Linked DNA regions of Drosophila melanogaster: region 2 is linked to region 1. Evidence: chromatin contacts called from public Hi-C data. All regions are on one chromosome and are shown on one strand. The core of a region is the stretch at or near the end of the contact, and the rest is flanking DNA. Distances in the headings are between cores, read along the strand shown. Region 1 holds the start of CycH (Cyclin H). Region 2 overlaps mub (mushroom-body expressed).

The links. Hi-C and Micro-C count contacts between places; a contact is called where the count stands out from the background.
Region 2: a Hi-C map of the Kc167 cell line shows a contact between it and region 1, with 1.8 times the contacts expected there. A contact is called at or near these places in 10 of 107 Hi-C or Micro-C datasets (the Clone 8 cell line, the Kc167 cell line, the ML-DmBG3-c2 cell line and 4 more).

Annotation. Positions count from the first base shown.
Region 1 is chr3L:21,818,351-21,824,048 of dm6, forward strand. It overlaps CycH (Cyclin H), which reads left to right and starts at 3,647. Exons shown (of 5, transcript NM_079483.3): 1 at 3,647-3,969; 2 at 4,046-4,247; 3 at 4,307-4,535; 4 at 4,591-4,702; 5 at 4,761-4,959. The coding sequence starts at 3,656. The coding sequence ends at 4,878. It overlaps CG7407, which reads left to right and starts at 5,111. Exons shown (of 2, transcript NM_141107.5): 1 at 5,111-5,313; 2 at 5,376-5,698. The coding sequence starts at 5,182.
Region 2 is chr3L:21,872,121-21,877,818 of dm6, forward strand. mub (mushroom-body expressed) reads left to right here. Exons shown (of 11, transcript NM_001275268.1): 2 at 3,177-3,205. Among named protein-coding and RNA genes, the nearest start is that of lncRNA:CR43878, 12 kb to the right of the region's middle.

The sequences.
Region 1 (5,698 bases), core at 2,397-4,896:
AAATGTAATTATGACAGGCCAAGACAGATGACACAAGTTTATATCAGCGCAACAGGAGGGTTTCGGCTGGAACGGGAAATAGAGTCCAAAACAAATGAATTAGGAAACGAACGCGCGGGGATTTCATAACGAAAAAACAGTGCATGTAAGTATATCAACAAACGAGTGAATCAACTACGTTATTAAATGGCAAAAAAATACAAATAAAACAAAGTCTTATTTAAAATGCAATAGCAATGAAATACATTGGGAACAAGCAAATAGAAGCCCAACAATTGACTAAGGAAACGTAGTCGAATCAACAAATGAGATAAAAATTGCGCTGTTCACTCAAGGTTGATGTCATATTGATTATATACCACCCTTTTAAGCGAGACATACCACGAAAAGGCCATCTCATATCGGCGGCCGTCTACCCATCTTTGCTGATTTATGCACCTTAAACACTTCATTCCACTTACGCTTGGCCATCACTCACACTCCGAGGCGTGCATATATACGAAGACATAACTCTTGATTGGCTGTGAAACTCTCGAATGGCAATTCACACGTCTATCCGATAGGTGTACGTCTACATCGGTGTGTTCGGGAGAGTATCTTTGGGAACACGCCCCCCGAGAGCAGCGCACAAAGTGAGATACAAAGCTGAATAATCGCACGACACACGCACAATTAGCTGCGAAAACAGTAGCTGCTAAGCAGGAATAATACCCCCAGCGAATTGCAGGGAATCCAAGATCCAAGGCGGGGGGATGAAAATGGGAGACTGGAGATCGTGAGCATGAAACATCGACTCGCGTGCTCAATATGCTTTTAAAATGCATTTATGCACGGTGATGGGGAGTGGGGCGCCGAGATACAAGTACCCACTTGTGTAGATGCTTGTTGCAGATACTTTCGCAATGAGTTTTATTGGTGTCGCTCCGTAGAGATCGATAGAGATCTACGGATCTCTGGAAAGCATCTGGCATGAAGGGATAACGATAAGGTAAACGAAATCCATCGCAGCGTCTTAGATCGGTCGAAAAACAGAGACCACCCAAATTTATGTAATACAATACCTGCTCCAATAATAATCATAACATTTGAGTCGATTTACGACGGCTGAACTTGAAGCATTCGATAAAATGAAAAAATAAATAAATCTATGGCACAGGGAGAAAATGAAATCAGTTTACAATCCGATACATACTCAGCGGGCGAGCATTTACAAACAATGAAATTCAATGCAATAATTCAAGATTCAATTGAATTTTAAGTACGCCCAGCGCCGAGCTTCCTTTTGTATCCGTAACTAGAAACTGACGATAAGCTGAGGCCAGCCGACTGTCAGTCACTCAGTCCGTCAGTCGGTCAGTTAGGCAGTCAGTCAAGCATTCAGTCAGTCCCGCCGACGGCCATCCATCTCATCCCAGATCGTCTGTCTGTGTGTCGCGCACGCGCATAAACTTCCCACTGAGCCAGTTGGCCTGTAGGAGGGAATTGGGCCCAAACCCGAGTCAGTTATTGCTAGCGGCTAAGCTGTAATAGTGGGCCACACATTTGGGGATTGAGTTTAATAAAATATCCTAACAAGTGCTGAATTCGGTGAGATGAAAATCTTGCGATTGCCAGAGTTGGATATCAAATAATAAGGATCATGACATTTCACTTAACACACTTTCATATAATTTCTGTCATAGAGCATTGAACTAAGGCTTAATTTAGCATCGTAGATCTCATGAGTAAGAAGTAAAATCAATATTATGAAAATAAATATATATATAATTAGTAATTTAATTGGTTGCCAATTTGTGTTAAGATGCCAAATAAAGATGCTCTGAAAGATCCGTTTAGCAGCATTACAGTTCGAGACAAAAACACTCTTTACCTTGTGAAATTACTGAGAAGTCGCGAAAAGATCACCAACCAGACGATACAACAGGAGTTCAGAGTTGTCAATAAAAATTAATTGCAATTTTATTGCCACAGAAGGCAGCTCCTGCATACAAAGTACTCGATATGCCTTACACTCGATTGATCTTTAGGCTTCGGAGTTACCAAGCAATTGAATGTCTTTTGGTAGCTCAAGTAAATACAAAATTAAGACTTTTAAGAGTTGTGAGCCAACTTAGGCACTATTGCCAATTAGGGCATGATATGGAAAATAAGGAGAACGCAGTTAAATAAATGCATACTACAGAATTAATGCAATATATATTACATCACCTAAAGTAAAAGTAAATATAGTTAGTTTAACCACTATTAAGAATACCCTTAGCCACAATCTTATTTCCGAATGGTAAAAATTTCTTTAAAGTTTATAGAACCAAAAAGGGAAGTCAAGTATAATTTGCCACATTTCTGGTACGAATAATAAAACGTTAGTCAAAACGTAGTCATACATATACATATGAATAAATACAGCGAAGGTAATAATTCCTATAGCAGATTTATCATATAGTGGTCAGATCCGTCCCGTTCAATCTTATATAATATTCATACTATAATCAAAGACACTCAAATAATTCTAGTGTCTTTGCTATAATAGTATATAATATACATACTGCCAGCAGATTGCTTCAGATTTAAATGACTTGTTTGCGTAGAAACTGACGAACGGATATATGTATGTGAACTCGGCTGCTGATACTGATCAAGAATATATATCCTTTATATGGTCACGAATGTCTCTGTTGCACACTACAGACTAAAATCAAAATATTCTCTGAAAGGTATTCCCAACAAAAAACGCTATATCCTGGGATAACCATTGTATTCTTACGATTAATTTCACAAAATGAATTAAGAAACTATAATTGTACAGAAACGATTATTTAAAGGATTATTGCCGTTCAAAAACGAAAGAGTAATTCCCGCTACTGTTCCGCTGTTTTCACGTCCGCAGATTTAAGTGACCCAATTGCAAAAACAAAAGCAAAACAATATTAATTCAACTCTGAGCCGACTGATGCTGCAGGCACCTCAAAGTTAAAAAATGCGTAGCACGTGCGTTCAGAAATTCGGCCAAGAAAAAAGGAAACTGTTAACTGGGTCCATAAATTCAACTTTGTTGTATATACATACATACATACTGTATGTTCATATAAGTACGTCACTTTAAACATCTGCCTTCGTTTCCTTTAACTCTTTAATTTATTTTTGATCCAGCTTTAATAACTATTAATTTATTATTCCTATAACTTGTACGTTGAATGGGCATAGGTAATTTTCTTGAAATATGAAATATTTAAAATGGAATGCATTCTGTATGAAATGTATTCGGGCCTAAAAAGATGATTGTAGTTATTTAAATTTGAAACTAGATTTTTAATACAAGAAGATTGATAAAAAGTTATTTTTGATTTATATTTAATAAATATTTTAGAACTAAAACCAAAATAAATGATGTTTTCCCTACTAAAATTATACTCGAACTTGTAGCTGTATTAAAACGTGTTCACTTATTGATTAAATCATAGCCCATACAGTTAGTTATACGTTCTCAATTTTTGCCAATCTTGCGCTTCTGATTTCCAATGAAATAAAAGTGACTATTGTACGAATCACCCTAATATTTTTTCACAACTGGTATTTTTCTCCGTCCCGCAATCGGTAACACCATGCAGGGTGTCTGAGTTTCGAATCGGCATAAATTCGCCGGCAGCTGAGCAAGATGTATCCTGTGAGCTCGCAAAAGAGGTCCTGGACATTCGCCAATGAGGGCCAGCTCATGGAGTTCCGCGTGGAGCAGAACAGCAAGTACATCGAGTCGCACGAGGAGGAGGCGCAGGGTCGCGACCTCAATGAGCACTTTCTCACGTCGGCGGAGGAGCGCCTGTTGCTGAAGCAGTACGAGATCTACCTGTTCGATTTCTGCCGCCGCTTCGAACCGACGATGCCCAAGTGCGTTGTGGGCACGGCCTTCCACTACTTCAAGCGGTTCTATCTGAACAACTCCCCCATGGACTATCACCCCAAGGAGATTCTGTAGGAACGCTCACCTGAGAGCAGCAAACACCCAGCTGAAAAGCAAAACATTCTAAAAATGTATAAACCTTTTCAGAGCCACATGCGTGTTCGTTGCCTGCAAAGTTGAGGAGTTCAACGTGTCCATCAACCAGTTCGTAAACAACATCAAGGGCGACAGGAACAAGGCCACCGACATAGTGTTGTCCAATGAATTACTGCTGATTGGACAGCTCAACTACTACCTCACCATACACAATCCGTTCAGACCCATCGAGGGTTTCCTGATAGATATAAAAGTGCGATATATATTCACATTTGCTCTCCAGATTGTTTCGTTCATATTGGTTTGTTTCAGACTCGCAGCAATATGCAGAATCCAGATCGTCTGCGGCCACATATTGATAGTTTCATTGATTCCACGTACTACTCGGATGCCTGTCTTCTGCATACGCCTTCGCAAATTGCATTGGCTGCCGTCCTCCACGCGGCCAGCAGAGAGCAAGAGAATCTCGATAGCTATGTGACGGATCTTCTGTTTGTCTCCGCCAGGGAGAAGCTACCCGGACTCATAGATGCCGTGCGAAGTAAGTTTGTGCTGTGAGATGGTGCGCCCAGCCCTACATGCCTTTTTCCCGACAGAAATTCGCATAATGGTGAAGCAATATCAGCAGCCCGATCGGGAGAAGGTCAAGGCCATCGAGAAAAAGTTGGACAAGTGCCGAAATCAAGCCAATAATCCTGATAGCGAACTGTAAGACGCCCTAATTTGTTCATGCATTCCGAATTTAATAACCCTTATACTTTAAAAGCTATAAGGAGCGCCTACGCCGATTGTACACCGATGAGGATGACATGCCCGCCGAAGATGCCTCATTCCACATTGCAGATGTGAGCTCGGACACATCTGCTATGAACATCAGCCAATAGACTTAAGAATATTTATTTAAATGATGTGATGATCTACTACTGCGTGGATTTCATCGATATTAAAGCATTTTGTAATTTACCATTTCTTGATTGTTAAAATGTATGCGTTTAGTGTTAGTTTACTAAACAAAGTTGGATTAGGTACTTCACTTTTCCAATATATAAAATATTAAAAAAAAAACCTTTTGAAAATCCGCTTAGCGCTGCTTGGCAATATTTCGTTCGCAGCTAACGGCCACACTGCGCCCCAAGAAAAACAAGAATAGTGAACTCAGTCACAACAAATAGCAAAAAGAGTTCGAAATGCAGGATTTTCTGCCTTCGCTGGATGTTCTCTTTCTTGGACTACCAGGCCACTACTCGGTAGCGCTGGTCACCCTTCTGCTGTGCGTTTTGGTCGCCTTCTACTTCGCCAACATCTTCAAGGACAAAGGCGTGGGTGTTTTTGCCGGAAGAAGTAGACGTCTCCTGGAATATTTCCTTACATTATCTTGCAGGAACTGGAGGACGAGGGCCTGGGGGCCGACGAGCCGCGCGATGAGGAGGATTCCGAGTCACGGACTCCGCAAGGGGAGGAAACCGACGATGACGAGGCCTACGAAGAGAACTCCACCGAAAGCGAAGTTGAGCTAATCGAGGAACAGCTGCCCGAGCACAGCTACAACCACCTGATGGGCCAGCTCAAGGCCAAGAGGCTCCAGCATAAGATGGAGAAGACCCTGACTCCCAGCCAAATCGAGGAGGAGCGCCGAATAGAGCGCGAGCAGCTGGCGGCCATCTTTGAGCTCCTGCGCAAACAGGAGGCGGAATTGAACCTCCA
Region 2 (5,698 bases), core at 1,116-3,615, 52 kb after region 1:
ACTTCACTTGTATTAAGGGGCACAAATAATTTGATTTTACTGTAAGCCTGCCAATTTTATTATTTCTTTTGTTGAAATTACAAAACTAAGCAGATTACCTAGTTAAAAAATGATTATTTATTTATATTTATTTATTATAAACAATAATTTAGGAAAATATGCCATTGCTTTGAAAACCCTTTTAGATTTTGCTCTATGTTTTTTTAACCAAAAGTGCCCAAGTTGGTATTTGTTTAAATAAAACAGGAATTAGTCTTATAAAAAAGTAGTGACTAGACACACTTTGTAATTGTTTTAATTATGAATTTCTTATTAACGCGCAATCCTATTACGACAGTAATATGTAAGTAAAATGTATTCAATCGAAGTGAGAACTTCTGGTTTTGAATCTTTTTAGAATTCAGCTGCAGAACTTGTAAACTTCAAATCAGCCCAAGTGCAGTTTGCAAGCATTTATCTGCGCCAATCATGAAAGTGGCTTCTTTCAGTGCTGCGCTTGGAGTTGCAGATACAAAACATGCGTGCGAGATACAATTTCGATCGTTAGCTCAATGGCTCGTGCCATTTGCCAACGTGGAATCCTCCTAAATCAGACCCGCGCCACCCCTGCGATGTAGTTGGCCATGTTCATTTCGTGTACGCGCCACGAGTGCTGTCCAAATAATAGCTGGCACACATCAATCCATCCCGGTTCGAGATTGCAGATGAATGTCTGGCCAGTCCCGGGTATCCTGGCAGGCGGTATGGTATCCTGCAAAGCCTATGGAAGGCCTTACTCCTTAGTCTGAACCCAATCTCGCTTGTTTGACGTTGTGTTGAGTGGAAGTGGAATTGCCGACTGGGGTCGGGTTGGGATGTTTTCAGTTTGTTATCGATAAATATTCACTCAGCCGGTGATTGCTGTGAAAAGTCCCACTTCCCCGGACATGGTCGCTGTACCAGGCGGGAACTCCCCCTGTTTCCTCGGGCAACTCTGGAACCCTGCATCAGCGCATCCTTTGAGTCCCTCCTTTTCACCTAACCCAAAGAGTTCCAGTTTCAGGTTTCAGACGCGGCATGTGTCAGCATTTGACACATTTCATTTACATTTTTTCCTGTTTCCCCTTTCCCAGGCCTGCTGCCCATTGTCCATTCAAATGTGGAAAACATATCGGGTTTGCATTCGATTTTCCACAGCTTTCTTTTTATTTTTCGGGTCCATTTCCCAGCCACGTGCGATGAAGCTGCAGGAGAACTTTAGAAGGGTGGCGTGCTAAGTAAACACAGCAGGAAGCTGTTGGTAAGGGTTAAGGCGAGATAATTAGTTACTTTGTGTCCTTGCGGTTGGCCAGCCACCCCGTCCCTGGTCGGGCGCCAGTGGCTGAGGGGCGGATTTGTAGTTGGCGCGTGCCTTAGTCCAACGGAGGAGTGCGGAATGGAGTTGCGGGAGCAGGATGAGGAGATTCTGCAAGTAGGGAATTTGGTTTGTCTGTCTCGGTCATCGTATTTGTATTGGTTGAGTGTATTTGCTTATGCTCTCTACGGTCTGTAGGGTTAATTGAATTTGCTTTTGAGGTTCCTTTTTATTAGAGCAGGGGTACAAGGCACGGAGGTTTGCGGATTTGAGACGCCTTTACCACATGTTCGTATCGGCGTGTGTTTATGAAACGAATTTATAAATATTCATGAACTGACTTCGCATTGGATTGTCCAGAGGTGAAGTCCAATTTTGAGACTAAATGTTTCCGCCCGCTCGGAATTCCAAAGGGACACCTGTAAAGTTATCCATGACTTCTGACGCACAATAAACGAAAAAAGACGTAGACGTACTTGCGAAATAGTTTTTGGAGATAAATGCATCTTAAAATGAATGCATACCGATATAATGCAAATATTTATCTTCGTACAAGTTTATGGTCTGAAATAAAATAAAGATATCAACCCTTAAATGAACCTGTATTTTTTCAACCAAACAAGCCTGAGTGTTTAATATTTTTAATTGGTATTCATATTTTTTTTAATTAATGAATGATATATATATATATATATATACAATATATATATATACAATATATATATATTTATTTATCTCAGTCCTCAAGTCATGCCGGTAGCGTAAAACAAATATCCTGGCAAAAGTCGCCAGCAAAAACTATAACTGCTATTATTCCACTTTTGGTTTTGACTTCGCTCAGCTGCGAAATAAAAAGTTTTTGCTTTCATAGCCTTTCAACTTTCCGGTTCGGCTTTTTTGGCTATGTGTCTACAATTTTGTGGCAAATTAAATAAGCAAGCGAAGCGTTTATGCACCCATACATAGACCCTGGAATATACAACCATTTACGTACATGTGTGCGTTAAAACACCTAGCTGCGAGTCACAGCGCAGCAAAGTATGCAACACAAATTTCGGAACCGCGCTTTTCGTGCCACATTTAATGCTTAACAAGAGTTTGCGTTCAGCTGCATAGCTGTTCAGCTTTAAGGTGGTGTGCGTGTGTCAGGACGGCATTTTCCGAGAAGGGCTGCCCGAAGTGAGTTTGCCATCACATCATGTGGAAAAATTTTTGTCTGGATTAGCGGGTTACGGTCTCAGTAGTCAATCAAGAAAATGATGAGATAAGCTGTTCTTTTTTTTTAATACGATCAAATAGTCGGAATGGGCTTAGAAATATGATAAATACTTGTGGCTATAAAAATAAGTATTGTGTTCATTTTTAATCAAACCGAATTTCATATGCCTGTAGGGGATATTATAATATTTGTTGTGCAAATGTAAAGGGAACCACACATACCAGACTCTCTATATATTAGACTTAACAATGTATTCTATTGTCATGAATATCACACAACTAATCCAATGGTCCCAAAGATCCCCATTGCATCTATGGATATGTAGAAGGTGTACTTTAAAATAATTAATTTATAGATGTATTTTAACGTATAAAAATACAATCTTTTCTTTACCCTTACTTTTCTGAATGCATATCATTGTTGAATTCAATACAGTCTTTTTTTACATAACACTTTCTCAGAAACCTTATCTATTGCATATGTGTATATATGTACAAAAGTATGTAAGCTGGCTTTGCCATTTCATGTCTTTTTAATGCTCAAATTAAAAGATGAAAAGCCCAAATTATTAATAATAGAATGCAAGATTCCTATTTTATCAATACGTTTGCATTTACTTTTCAGGATAAAAACGAGATCAATTTCGTCGGCAAGTAAGTAGTGTATAGAGTTTGTTTGTCATAAATATTTTTTTCTTTTATTTTAATGGCAGCGACACGCATAAAAAGTTTTTTAAAACTATCCAGGGTATTGGCTCTTTCTATTCTTATCCTATTTCCGCGCAGTTTCCGGCTTTGGGTTCCTTTGAGTCGCAGAGAGCCAAAAGTTTTGTCTTCAATTTAGTTAATTAGCAGGCTCATATGTTGAATCTGGTCCCGCTTTTCTCCATTTCCCATCACGAAATGCCTATCGTATAATCAACTTTGGGGCTATTTAAGTTTTTGCCAGAAAACTTTCTTCACGCACTGTACAACACTTTTACTTAAGTCTTCTCCCGAGCGTTTCTACTCCATTTCTCGATTTTCACTATTTCGGTCATCTCATCTAGTAGGATGCCTTCTGGACTTCTTTCGTCTTGTCGATGGAGGAAGTAAAGTCCGGCTCACACACACAAGCCATAAGGAGGCTGTCTCGTCCTGCAGGACCATAGTTTAGGAGATAGGCGAAACATTAAGCGGATTAGTTTTCCTGCCCAGGAATCGGGCGGGACATCGGTGGGCATTCAGGTGGGCAGAGGCCATTAGTTGTGTGTCGTCGCTGGCTTTTTGCAGTTGCAGAGGATGGCGAGCAACTGAAGCTAGTTATAAATTGTTGGCTATTAGTTAAATGAACTTGCCGCTTTCTGGATCGAGCACGGCTTGTCCGTTTCAGTTGGCAACCACTAAGCCACTGGAAGAGGCCAACTCAAATGGATTCACATTCAAATGTTGCTAAGAATTTAGGCTTATGAAAGGTGAATGATACACAGAAAGGAGGAGGCAAATTGAAATAATGAGAAAGAGAGACCGAAGGACTTGAAAGGATCTGTGCGCTCACGAAGTGTGATAATATCGATAGATAGCATATTCTTAGTAATTTACCACTACTGTGTTTGATGCAGCTTAGGCTTAATCCTAATCTATGCCATATTTTGTGAAAAGCCAAAGCATTTGCTCGTGGTTTTGTATTTATCAGTTAATAATTGCAACTCCTTTAACTAAGTAATTATTAACTTATTATTTTGAATTTATATATATATATAGATACAGATATATTCCAGCAAAATTTCTGCCAATCCAGAAGTAAATTGATTATGGACTGGCCCAACGACGATTTGCATAATCCAAATCGATAATGAGTGGATTGTGCGGATTGTGAGTGGGCGGAGTGGCATGCCACTGAATCGGTGGCAATCGGCTGTATTTGCAATTTCAGCCGCATTTCATGACAATTAGTGTTTATTCAAAATTCAGACGACCTAATTTCATATGTCAGGCTGTTCGACAGCCTGGCCCAGCACCACCCAACCAGCCCAGGCAAACCACCCACCCACAACCCACTAACCGCCGACCACAGGCAGTTAACTTTTTGGCACAGATAGGAATATTTTGTGGGACATGTCAAAGTTTTTGCCTCTTGATTTCCTTTACTTCGGTTTGGATCAGTTCACTTCGGTTCGCTTGTGTACGGAATTCAATTTCTGTTTTTTATCAGGTGGAGCCAGGTGCGGCCGGACTTAACCCACACATTCACGCAGTCAAATGAGATTAATAATAATTTAATTAAAACTCGTGGGCTTAATGCATTTCGCGTGTAACGGACTTCAATGCAGAATCCCGCGCAATGCGCAATGCTTTTCTTTTCTAGGGTTTTTGTGCCTGAAATTAAATTTAATTAAATTTTGCACTTATCGCTTTTACACAACTCACACGGACAAAGGCTTCAAACGGAAGTTGGGCTGCCATTCGAATGCACTGCCAAAGTCCATGCAGTTTTGCCCCCTTTTTTTTTGGTAGAATGCAGGCCCCCTTTTCTGCCAGCTTTTTATGAAATGTTTTTCTTTAGTGTTCTCTTGTTTCGAATCAATTAATTGACCTTTCTGATGGGCTAGTTGTTTAGGTCAGGCAGGTGCTGCAGCCATAATATTTTTCCAATAGAAATCCCTTGGAATTTTTAAAATTCAATTAAGAGATTCGTGAAGTAAGTACATAAATGGACTGCCTAACTAGCAATTAGGTATTTTTCATGGAAATTACTTTTAGATTTCTTTGGGTGGAGAATTTGTTCGAAAAAACAAAATAAGGCCCCTTTTTATTACGTTTTCAAATATAGCCCATAGCTATGATGGCTAGTAAGTTTCTGAACAATAAACATGTAGCAGCTTTTCTGAAAATTTTGAATTTTTCGTTTTTAAGCTCGTTAGTTGGGCAATTTTGAATATCGTAGATGAAAACAGAATCTGCATGCTTTGACATAGTTTCCATATATTGATGATATGGCTAGAAGGCAAGAAAAATAATTAATTTAAAAAAATCAAAAAAATGTTAAGGTGTTGCAGTTTTGGGCGGTTTGTGCTGGTTAGAGTGGGCGTGGCCACATCAGCAAACAAACCGCATGCCTAATCTAAACTTTCTAGCTTTTATAGTTCCTCAGATCTCGACGTTCAT